Regions from separate parts of the Triticum aestivum genome. Here region 1 is linked to region 2. Evidence: chromatin contacts called from public Hi-C data. All regions are on one chromosome and are shown on one strand. The core of a region is the stretch at or near the end of the contact, and the rest is flanking DNA. Distances in the headings are between cores, read along the strand shown.

Region 1 (5,359 bases), core at 1,282-3,781, 240 kb before region 2:
GTTGTATAAGACATTGTGGTTTCCGTTAATGGAAATCAGAGAGAGAGCTCTCTTTATCAAGAAATAATAATTTGTAGATGACTTTTCAGCTTTTATGTCCTATTGTTTGTTACTTGAATAACAAGTAGTAAATAGATGAAATGGACTTGGGGGTCAATAGCTGCAGTATAAAAGCTACCATAAAATTGAATTCTCCTGTAAAATGCCGTAGAGAGCGTCAATGCATATTCAGTCTGAATCTACTGACCTGATTTCTTCCTAGAGCTTGTCTCTTCAAAATATGTCTTACTAGTTACTCCCTCCGTCCCATAAGGTAGAACGTTTTTTGACTATAGTATCAAAAAACGTCCAACATTATGGGACGGAGGGAGTAGTATTTACTCTCTCTAATACTTTAGTGATCTAAACGTTCTTATATTTCTTATATTTCTGATACTTAAGTGATCTAAACGTTCTTATATTTCTAAACGTTCCCATAATGTAGAAGCATATATGTAAATATTTTTCTGGAAATTTCAAATTTCTTTCCATTACTATTGGAAGAGTGGATTGTGCGAGCAAGACAGATTGCACCCAAACGCTACAGATAAGACTGTCAACTAATATCGCACCAGCTTATATGCAACACTACAATTCAGAAACTGCATTTGCCCAAGCAGAAAACAGTTATACTCATGAGAAGCACTGCAAATGCAAGATATCCATCCACAAACACCTCAACAGCATCTAGAACCCGTTCATCTCCAGCAGATAGGTGCGCCGCTTCATCAGCGCCTTGGCCGCGAACCTGAACGGCCCATCGAACGCACCCGAGACAAAGGCTTCGGTCTCCTTCCGGCCAACGTGACACCCGCCAGCCCCGTCGCCGGAGGGCTTGATGACGACCAGGGTCGCGCCCTGCAGCCCCAGGCCGCCGGGCAGCTCGAGGTAGGGGGCGTACTTGAGCTTCATGCTGCACGCCGGGACCTGCGTCCTGTTGGAGCACGCCGAGGCCGACAGCCGGCTCTCCCTGAACTCCGCGAGCTGCTCCGCCCCCATGCACAGCGTCCCCTGCCCGTCGGCGTCCGCCAGCACCAGGCTTCGCAGCGTCGGATGCTCCTTGATGATAGACCGGAGCAGGTAGTGCCGCGTCGACGCGGCGATCAGGGAGCTGATGGTCCACACCACGCGCAGCTTCAGCCCGCCGTTGGTGTAGAAGGACTCCGGCATGCTCCCGCCGTCCTCCGCCGCCGACGGCTCGTGCCCGCCGGCGGGCTTGCGGTCGACCAGGGTGCCGCCCAGGATGACGCAGCTCTGGAGCGTGCTGCCGTACCTGGCCCGCCACTTGAGCAGAACCCCCTCCTCCGTCCCGACGTCCCCCGAGGGGAGCTCCACCCGGAGGTTGCGGACGTGGGAGAAGCCCCTGAGCACCTGCACGGGCGAGTGCTGGGCGAGCCGCGGGAACAGCGGCCGGCCGCCCGCGCCGCCCGGGCCGCGCATGCCTTGGAACGGCTTGGCGATGGTGAAGAGCATGAGCTTGAAGAGGTGGGAGAAGATGTGGCGGGGCTTGGGGGACGACAGGTTGAGCGCGTCGTCGGGGTCGCCGTCCACGGCCACCACGCGGTCGATCTTGACGTACACGTCGTGGACGAGCGGGACCAGGTCGTTGAAGCGCCTGGACACGGCGGCGCAGCGGCCCAGCGAGTGCACGTCCTCCAGCTTGTTGAGGATGAGCAGCACGAGCGAGTCCGGCAGGCCGTCGATCCGGTCCGGCTCCGGTGCCGCCGGGTCCGCGTGGATGCGAGCCTTGGGATGCATTTTTCAGACTCTGGACTGCTACGAACGAACCAGCAATCCGTTGTCTGTTGCAGCAGGAAACGCTAGCGCTAACAGAGCGTCCGGTTCTTCGGATGACTTGAGCCGGCGGGAGAACCCCTCAAACTGAAGCTAATTTTTACTTTCTGGAACAAAACAAGAGCTATGGTAAGAAGAAGAATTTGACGGGGGCAGAATTGGTCACACAAACTTGGTGCGCAAACGACCCGAGAAGAGCCAGCAAGACACATCCAACGCTAGACAAAACATACTTATTCACAATGCAACTGAATCTCTCCGCACAAACAGGCGAGACGAACAAAAATTCATCCATGGGTAGTACCATTATGCAAAGACTAGGAGACGCACTGCAGAACACGAAGCAAGCTAACCCGGGAAGGCTGTGCTTACCAGGAGAATGGCTACGGAGAGCTCGGCGGCGAAAACAATGGGCCGAGATGAAGCCGGCCGGCCCCAAATCCGGCCTTCCGCCCGGAAACCCAACCGGATCCCAGCTCCGGACGAACCCGAGCGCAGACTAACGACGGCACACCCACACGAGCAGGAGCAGCCGCCCAGACGGGAGCTTGGATTCGGGCAGTGAGGTCGCGCGAGCAGGGAAGGGGAGGGGAGGGGAAGAGGATGTGGTTTGCTTTGGAGAATTTCCGGTCTCGGGGTCTCGTCCCGGGGACGTTTTCTATAGGAGGGGAAGCGTGCTGCTCACCACTGGGACTGGGTGTGGGCGTGGCTTGGGGAATAGTACTGCCTTGGGAGGGAGGCGACGGTGTCGCTGCGGCGCGCGCACGGGCCTACTTTAATTTTAGTTTAATAACGCCGTTTTACGTGGATAGACTCGGGTGGACGCACGGTGACCGGGTCACTCGCGCACGCGCCTGCGCCTTTGCGCTTTGCCCTGGTCGGCAAGCTAATTTCCCCTTCGCTTTTACCACGAGAAAGATGAGCACTGATAAGCGATCGGAAACAGAGGACGTGGCCATTTGCTTGCGGTAGTGGTACGTCCGTATGCAGACACGTACACCTGGACCTTTTCCCTTTGGCTTTGGTGTTAGTGGGGCGACGGACGTGACCTTCGTGCGCTCAACATGTAGCTTATGAAAAAGTTCACTTAATTTTACACCCTTCACTAAGTTTAAAGCGGTTGATGTTTGATGTGGCGCCTGATTGCCACATGAATATAAGGTGCAGTGGATGCCCGCTCCCCTCTTCGTGTTGCCCCGCGTGCGACCAAGGGGGAACCGGCTCCACCTCTTAGCCGTCCCTCGCTGCCGCCTGAGGGCGCGGTTCGGCAAAGCCCAGCCGACGCCAACACCAGCAAGGATTCCTCCCAGCCTTGTCGTCGCCGAAATCTGGAGGAGCCAAATGGGTTGTGACGGTGGCACTGGTCCCTAGCGGGGCGGTGCAGTGGTTGCGGCGTGGCCAACGGTGACATTTCCCCTACCCGATTATGGTCGGCTGGGCCCCCTTCCTACAAAGGGCGGTTATTTGCGATGTAAGGAGGTGCCTTTTTCCCTTCATCAATCGATGGTGTCCAGGTGTGGCGACAGTGGGGTGGTCTTGGATGACGGGGCGGCGACCCTAATGGTGGTCTTTTTTTTTCATTTGGGCGCATTGGCACCCGAGACCCAAGCATCCTTGTCGCTCATGGTGGCATATACAGTCATGCATGTAGGAGTTTGTATCCACAAAAGACACCGTTTAAGAAGCAAATAATATTTTGTATTTTACTGTTTACTTAGTTAATCTGATAACTTAAGCCTTAAACCAGAACAACATTAGCTGCAACATCCAACCCCTATTTTTAGGAGGGTTTTTTATGCACTGTGTTGTAATCATGTACAATTTTTCTTTGTGTGTTTCCAATGTTCTTGCTTCGACATAGTGTAATTCCTCTCAGGCTCCATTTGAGTAATTACACTCTATCGAGGCTCCAAAGTTGATTTATTTTCTCAAACCAAGCCAACGGTTACTTCTGTGGTTACTAGAAGTGGTTTTCTCTACAGTAGTTTCTGACAGATTTGATTGAGTGTTTGTGGTCAGTGATGTGCCGTTACACGTTGTACTCGATAGTTTGATGGTATTATTAGTACTTATATGGAAGTATAGGACAAGTATATACAATGTGAGACATTTTTTGTGTTGGTGTCGGTTGCTTTATCATGGTTCTGATTTCTTTATCATCATTGTCTACCTTGGTTGCAATGAATTGTCAAAAAAAAACCTAAACCCTTCTGATGGCTACTCAGGTTCATCTCGAGCATCCTTGAACTTTTGTTTATCCTGGTTTCATTTCGTGGAAATGGAAGCGGGGCGCTTTGTTTTGGCCCGCAATATCTCTAAAAAAGGTATATGGGATACCATCTAGAGATCTTCCTCCCACTCAACATAGGTTGTCATGTTGTCGAGGCCAAAATTGATGTGTCGGAGAGGTAAAAGGACAAGCGAGACATAAATTGTTATTCTAGTCCTCAGGTTATGTGCATCTTTACGAGGAGTAAAAATGCAGAAATAGAAAAAAAATGTTTTTCGTCAACGAACGTTGCTTAGTTTTCTACCTGTGTGAATTTTCATGATGAAACGACATTCTTGGGCACGTGAAAAAAATCAGTTCTCGCAGATGCTTTAAGAAATAGTCTCTTTGGAATATCATTTTTTCTAGACCCCCATCGTGAAATTTTGCATGCGATTGAAAGTCGTCGCTGTTCACCACAATTCTTTTTCAAAATTGCTTAAATTATTTATCTATTTTTTGAACGTTACCGTTAATCCGGATACATGTGCACCAGGGAGCAGAAACCCCATGCCCCAAGCGAGATGTAAATTTTTTTGGTCTCAAACCAAACGTTTTCAAAACAAGAATATATACGTCTCAAAGGAGTAATTAGTCGTTAGATGAAGTCCCTACCGCCTTGCTCCTATCCCGACGTATGAGACCTGGCAAAGCAATCTCATACTCCAGCGAGACCAAGTCTTAGCAAGACGATTGACATGCATGAAAGCGCGAAAATGTCACTGCACTGCCGGCACACTTGCCTTCCTGTTTGTGACGACGCACACGCACGGCACGGCATGGCTGTTCCTGTTCCTACACTCTCCACCACGTACTCACACCACCATCGACTCGAGTATGTGTGGCGGCGAGCGACGTAAATCCAGGGCCACAGTGAGTCGCCGCGGCTAAACCTGGTCCGCACACGGGACAGGTCACCGTCACAGTGAGATACTAGTAGACTGAGGTCGAGTAAATTGCATAAAGTATCACAATTGGGGCATTGAAAACAGATTGGTATCAAGATTGATAATTTTTACGTGTCAGTATCAACTTTGAGGCGAGGCGTTGCAAAAGAGGCTAAAACAGCTGTTTATACGTATTGACAGGAAAACTGACCGGTTGGGCCCGCCTGTCAGGTGCTGACGTGGCATGTTTTTTGCAGAAAACTCCCCCTCTCCTCCACGGCCGTCCCCGTCGCCGCCTTCTCCCTCTTCCTGCTGGAATCCGTCCGGGCGTCCTCGCCTCGCCGGGGGCCCCGGCCCCCGGCGCCCACCG
Region 2 (5,311 bases), core at 316-2,815:
CTTATACTCCTACTAGGTTTCTTTTTTCCGTCAGCAGCTGTTCAAATTGTAACACAACAGGTACCGGTGCACCAACACCATTTTCTTTCAGTCTTTCAGGAGAAGAGAGGTTGCTGCACCTCGTGAACATCTTAACTGCAGCACGATTTCGCGGCAGCACATGATCTCGACGGACAAAAGAATTGACATTGCTCGATCAAACCAACATACAAATCAATGGGGAGAAAAAACATCACGAAAGCAGCACGAATCCTTTGCATGCCGCTACCTGCAAGAACTGCTCTCCTAATCGGCCAGTAACCATTTTTCTTGCTTCGGCGTCAGTTCCTCCAGAACAGGAACGGCACCTTGACGTCGCAGGACCTGGACACCACCTTGGCGCTGGCGGCGAGCCGGTCCACCGCCATGGCGCACCGCACCGTCACCGGCACGGCCCACGTCTTCAGCCCGCCGAGCTGCAGCCGCACGGGCACCGTGATGTCCACGTCGAACGGCACCGACCGGAGCCGCTCCGCCGCGGCCATCTGCCCGCGCTCGCGCTCCGAGAACCGTATCCCGGTGCCCTTCGCCTTCGCCACGAACACCGTGATGTTGCTCGGCGCCTGGTAGAAGGCCGGCCACGCGCCGTCCGCCAGGCTCACGCCCTCGTACGACACGGCGACGCGGCTCCCGGCGCCGTCGTAGTGCACGCCGACCTTGCCGTTGGCGCTGTTGTCGGCGCGGACGGTCGCGGCGAACCCCGGCGAGAGCGCGCCGGGGGCCGAGGCGTTGCCGACGCCGGCGAGGCCGGACACGGCGAGGGACACGACCGAGTAGGCCGGCTGCCTGGGCTTGAACGCGAGGTAGACGGCCCCGACGGCGGCGGCGAGGAGGACGGCGAGGGAGAGGATGGCGACGGCGAGGTAGATGCAGGCGCGGAGGCAGGAGCAGCCGGCGCGGCGCTTGGCGCGGCGGGTGTAGTGCTGGAAGAGGCGCGCGTTCTCCGGCGGCGGCACGCGGAAGACCTTGTCCTTGGGCACCTGCACCACGTACGTGCCGGGCTGCGGCTTGTTGTGGTGCTGGGGCGGCGGCGGGACGGGCTTCTCGAAGTGGAAGCTGTAGAGCGGGCTGGAGGAGGGGTCGGAGGAGGAGTAGGCGTACTCGCCGGAGAAGTCGGAGCTGGTGGCCGCCGGGTGGACCCGGCCGTCGTTCATCATCGGCCGCTCCTGCTCCTCGCGGCGCGCGTGCGAATCAATCTGCAACATCAGAACCGTCCGTGCCACACTGTCAGTTCTAATTGATGTACTCCTACATTGGTGCGCTCCAAACAGGTGAAGCGTCACCGCATTCCCAATTGACAAACAAATCGAAAGTGCGAGCAAGATCGGAATTAAGACGGCGACGCACCTTGTATGGCTGTCTGTGGTCGCCGGCGTTGTTTCTCTCTTGTTGCAGAGGATGGAGGAGAAGACGGAGGTGACGTGCGAGGAGGTGAACAAGGGGTGGGAGAGCGGGGAGGGTCGGCGGCGGAGGGGGTTATATAGAGCGCGGCGGTGGGTCGTGTTGGGTCGGGCTGCTTGCTGTCGAAGGAGGGGGGCTGGACTGGAAACCGCGTCGCGTGCGCGGTCGCGGCTTGTGGGTTTATGGAAGGTTTTGATTAACGGGGAAACAAAGGTGTGAAATCGATCATGGACTGCACCGCATGCATGGCAAGGCAAGCGATGCGTGTTGGCAACCGCGAACACGGATCTCTGCTCGTTAATGCAGACAGCTGGATCCATCGGCGTCTCTCCGGTGAGTAGAGTAGTTCGAGGGGACACGCATCGCATGGTGAACCGGGCCCGGAGAGGAACAAAAATTGTCACACACACACGCACGCACACACTTTTCGCTTCACTCTGCACGCGTGTCATGTGGTCTATGCAATGTCACGGCCACCAGAGCAGAGCCGTTGGAGGCGGCGGCGGCGGCGGCAGCTGTTTGGCAATGGCAGCCAGCTCACGGTACGCGGCTGGGTGAAAACAGCAGGCCGTGCGTGCAGTCGTGCACTGCACACGGGTAGCGGAGCGAGAGAACTGCCGGCAGAGACGCGGGAGGGCAGGGCACACAGGTAGGCAACGCGACCCACGTGATGGTGCTCCGGCTAAGCTTGGTCCAACACGTCACGTCAGATAAGCTCTTGGAGCCAAAAAATACTACGTAATTAATAGTGCTACTAGTGTATAATCCTATTTACGCCACCCGCAAAAAAATCCTATTTACGCAGTGGATAGTTAGTCAGAGTATGCTGCCAGGCGGCAGCTGGATGGACGCCTCAGGAAGTCTCGTAGTACGGTCGCATGATGGATTCATGCATGGTCTATGCCCAAGTGATGCGTGCCCACGCTCGATCGAGGCCGTGCCGCGTCTTCCTCCTTCCTCGTCGTGCGTGGTACTACTCCACTACTGCTAATTCAGAGACAAGCCCAGTTTGCTCTTTGTCCCAAACCTACAACAGATCCATTTGTCTACAAGTAGAATAATGTATTCCCTTCGTTCGGTGAAAAATGTACATATATAAATTTTTGAACAAATTATGGAATAGAATAAAACATGCATTGGAAAGATGCAAGTCACCATCTCTCTCCTCTTTAATTACCCAAACCCCAATGAGCTAAGTGCATGTAGAAATTAAGAAGACCATATGTATAATATTATTGGTCTTGATTACCGTGCGATGAGAGAGAAGCATTTTTGTCTACTTTAAAGTGCATTGAGAAGATAAAAATATACTCTTTCGTGGATAAATTTTGAAGCTAAATATAAACTCTTCACCGGACAGGGGGAGTACAAAGGAGTTCGCAGGGGTACACAGGTGCGAGTTCCTCAATCGTAAATCAAGTAACTACTCCCTCCATCTTAACGTTCTTATATTTTTTACAGAGGGAGTATTTCTCATAGTCTTATGATGCTGCTACACCATAAAACGAAAGCACACTTTCCACAAATCTGAAGCCATGTCAAACGAAAGTTCTAACCTTTCTGGTACTAAAAAAAGAAAACACACACATTGTGGTTTCCATTGTCCCAGTCCATTAAGAGCATATCTAGCTGTTAGGAGCTAGAGTTCTGCCGGTTCTAGGGCGGAGATTGTAGGGGAAAGATGAAGGAAGACAAGGACGAGGGCGCGGCGGCCGGCGGCTAGCCGCCGTCCTTGCGTGGTGGAGAAGAGGCGTCGGTGGCGCAAGAGGCGGCTAGGGTTAGGTCTCCCGGCTCCCTAAAGGTAGCCGAGCAAATAATGATTGCTTCTTGCTTGATTAGATTGATCATCTCCTCTCCTTATATAGAGAGGTTTACTTGGCTCCTAAGCAAACGACCCTAATAACGATAAGATAATTGGGCTAAGCCCCTAATAACGATAAGAGAACTTGGACCATAGCCCACTGGCTAAGCCCCTAATATGCCAGTCCCCGTATAATGCCCTGACCCATAAAATAACCACTAAAATACGGGTTCGCATGAAAAAATGTTGCCCGATCAGACACTGCAAACACGTCGGTTCCGTAATTTTGTTTGAGGGGCGCGGTAAAATCACATCTCCAACCCGCGAAAACGCAGGTTTCTCCCTCGACCCGACGATGCACCGTATCCTAGAAAAGCGGTTGGTGGGAGGGACATTTCAGCCTGTGCCCATTCCCCACCCCCTTCCGCAGTCGCCCACCATTGGTTCCGCCCGTCCGCCGCCGGCGATTCCGGCCAAATCTGCGGACAGAATCACGCCGTGGGCGGCCCTCACCCTGATCCACCTACCCGCTTCACCGGCTTCCCGGATCCGCCGAGCCGAGCCGCGCCTTCGCCGCCCCGGGATCCACCGCCGCAGAGCCACCGCCCCGAGCTGCCAGTGAGTACTTGTGCTTGTGCTTTGGGATGTGCTATGCATAGTTGGTTCATGCGACGTTTGTATTTGTGAATTTAGATGGATTTGAGCCCTCGCGTCAAGTTTTTGCTCGAGCATACGTCCGATTCGGACGACTCGGATGTTGAGACGCTGCTCGAGAACCATCGGCAGTAGATGTTGGTGATGGCCCTCGCCGTGAAGGAGCACGAAGATGAGAACCGAAAGAGACGGCGAGGATCGACCGTCGGCCGTCTTTGCATTCCTCGAAATCTCCATCTCGGGAACGAGATGTTGATGCAAGACTACTTCGCGGACAATCCAACATATCCGCCGCACCTCTTCCGGATAAGGTACCGAATGCGCCGATCCCTTTTTATAAAAATAGTGCAAGCTTGTGAGGCCAATGTCGGTATTTTACTCAAAGAAGAAATGCCGCGGGCTTGAAGGAATTTAGTGCATATCAAAAAATCACGGCAACTATGCGGGTAATTGCATACGGCACCCCGACTGACTATGCCGATGAGTATTTTTCCCATTGGTGAAGATACTACAATTGAGTCAGTGCGTAGGTTTGCCAAAGTGATCATCTGTGCCTTTGGTCCTAAATATCTTCGGGCACCCAACGAGGAAGACACAAAAAGTTGATGGTATCAAGTGAGAGAAGAGATTGGCCTGGCATGCTAGGAAGCATTGATTGTATGCATTGGACTTGGAAAAACTGCCCGAAGGCATGGCAGGGAATGTATTGTGGCAAATCTCGTGATGCAACAATTGTGCTAGAGGCCGTAGCATCTGAGGATTTATGAATTTGGCATTGATTTTTTGGTATGACGGGTACTCTCAATGATATTAATGTGTTGCAACGGTCTCATTTGTTTGTAAGCCTTGCTAGTGGTGATGCTCCTGCTTGCAACTACACTATCAATGAGTATGAATACACAAAGGGGTACTATCTTGCAGATGATATCTACCCTTATTGGTGCACATTTATCAAGAGCATCAAAGACCCCCAAACTAGGAAACAATATGAATTTGCAAGGGTACAAGAGGCAGCCTAAAAAGATATTGAAAGAGCATTCGGGGTTTTGCAATCTAGGTTTGTCATTGTTCGTGGTCCTGCTCGTTTTTGGGACCAGCGATCCTTGAAAAACATCATGGCATGTTGTGTTATTCTTCACAATATGATCCTCGAAGATGAGAGAGACATGAACTTGGAGTTCTTCTACGGCAATATGAGTAGCCGTGTCAAACCAGCTAGAGACCCTAACCGCATTAGAGCATTTCTTCAGATCTACCGGGAGATTGAAAATGCAAACACCCACTTTCAGCTTCAGGAGGATCTCATTGAGCACCATTGACAAAGGGCTGGGCAGTAACACATTCCATTTTTGCATTCATTTAATTTAATTAATGTGTGATTTGTATTCGGGACAAGTTTTGTATTGAATTATTTAG

Evidence for each region. A called contact is a pair of places that touch in the nucleus more often than the background predicts.
Region 1: a contact with region 2 is called in a Hi-C map of leaf, with 3 times the contacts expected there. The contact joins the promoter of LOC123079514 here to the promoter of LOC123074893 in region 2. A contact is called at or near these places in 2 of 5 Hi-C or Micro-C datasets (both in leaf) and 1 of 1 datasets of contacts at active chromatin or transcription factors (leaf).

Annotation. Positions count from the first base shown.
Region 1 is chr3D:443,651,769-443,657,127 of IWGSC CS RefSeq v2.1, reverse strand. LOC123079514 (F-box protein At4g18380) reads right to left here and starts at 2,531. Exons shown (of 2, transcript XM_044502286.1): 1 at 2,206-2,531; 2 at 508-1,940. The coding sequence starts at 1,797. The coding sequence ends at 727. It overlaps LOC123079515, which reads left to right and starts at 5,283. Exons shown (of 2, transcript XM_044502287.1): 1 at 5,283-5,359.
Region 2 is chr3D:443,410,281-443,415,591 of IWGSC CS RefSeq v2.1, reverse strand. LOC123074893 (NDR1/HIN1-like protein 13) reads right to left here and starts at 1,565. Exons shown (of 2, transcript XM_044497627.1): 1 at 1,387-1,565; 2 at 62-1,235. The coding sequence starts at 1,196. The coding sequence ends at 321.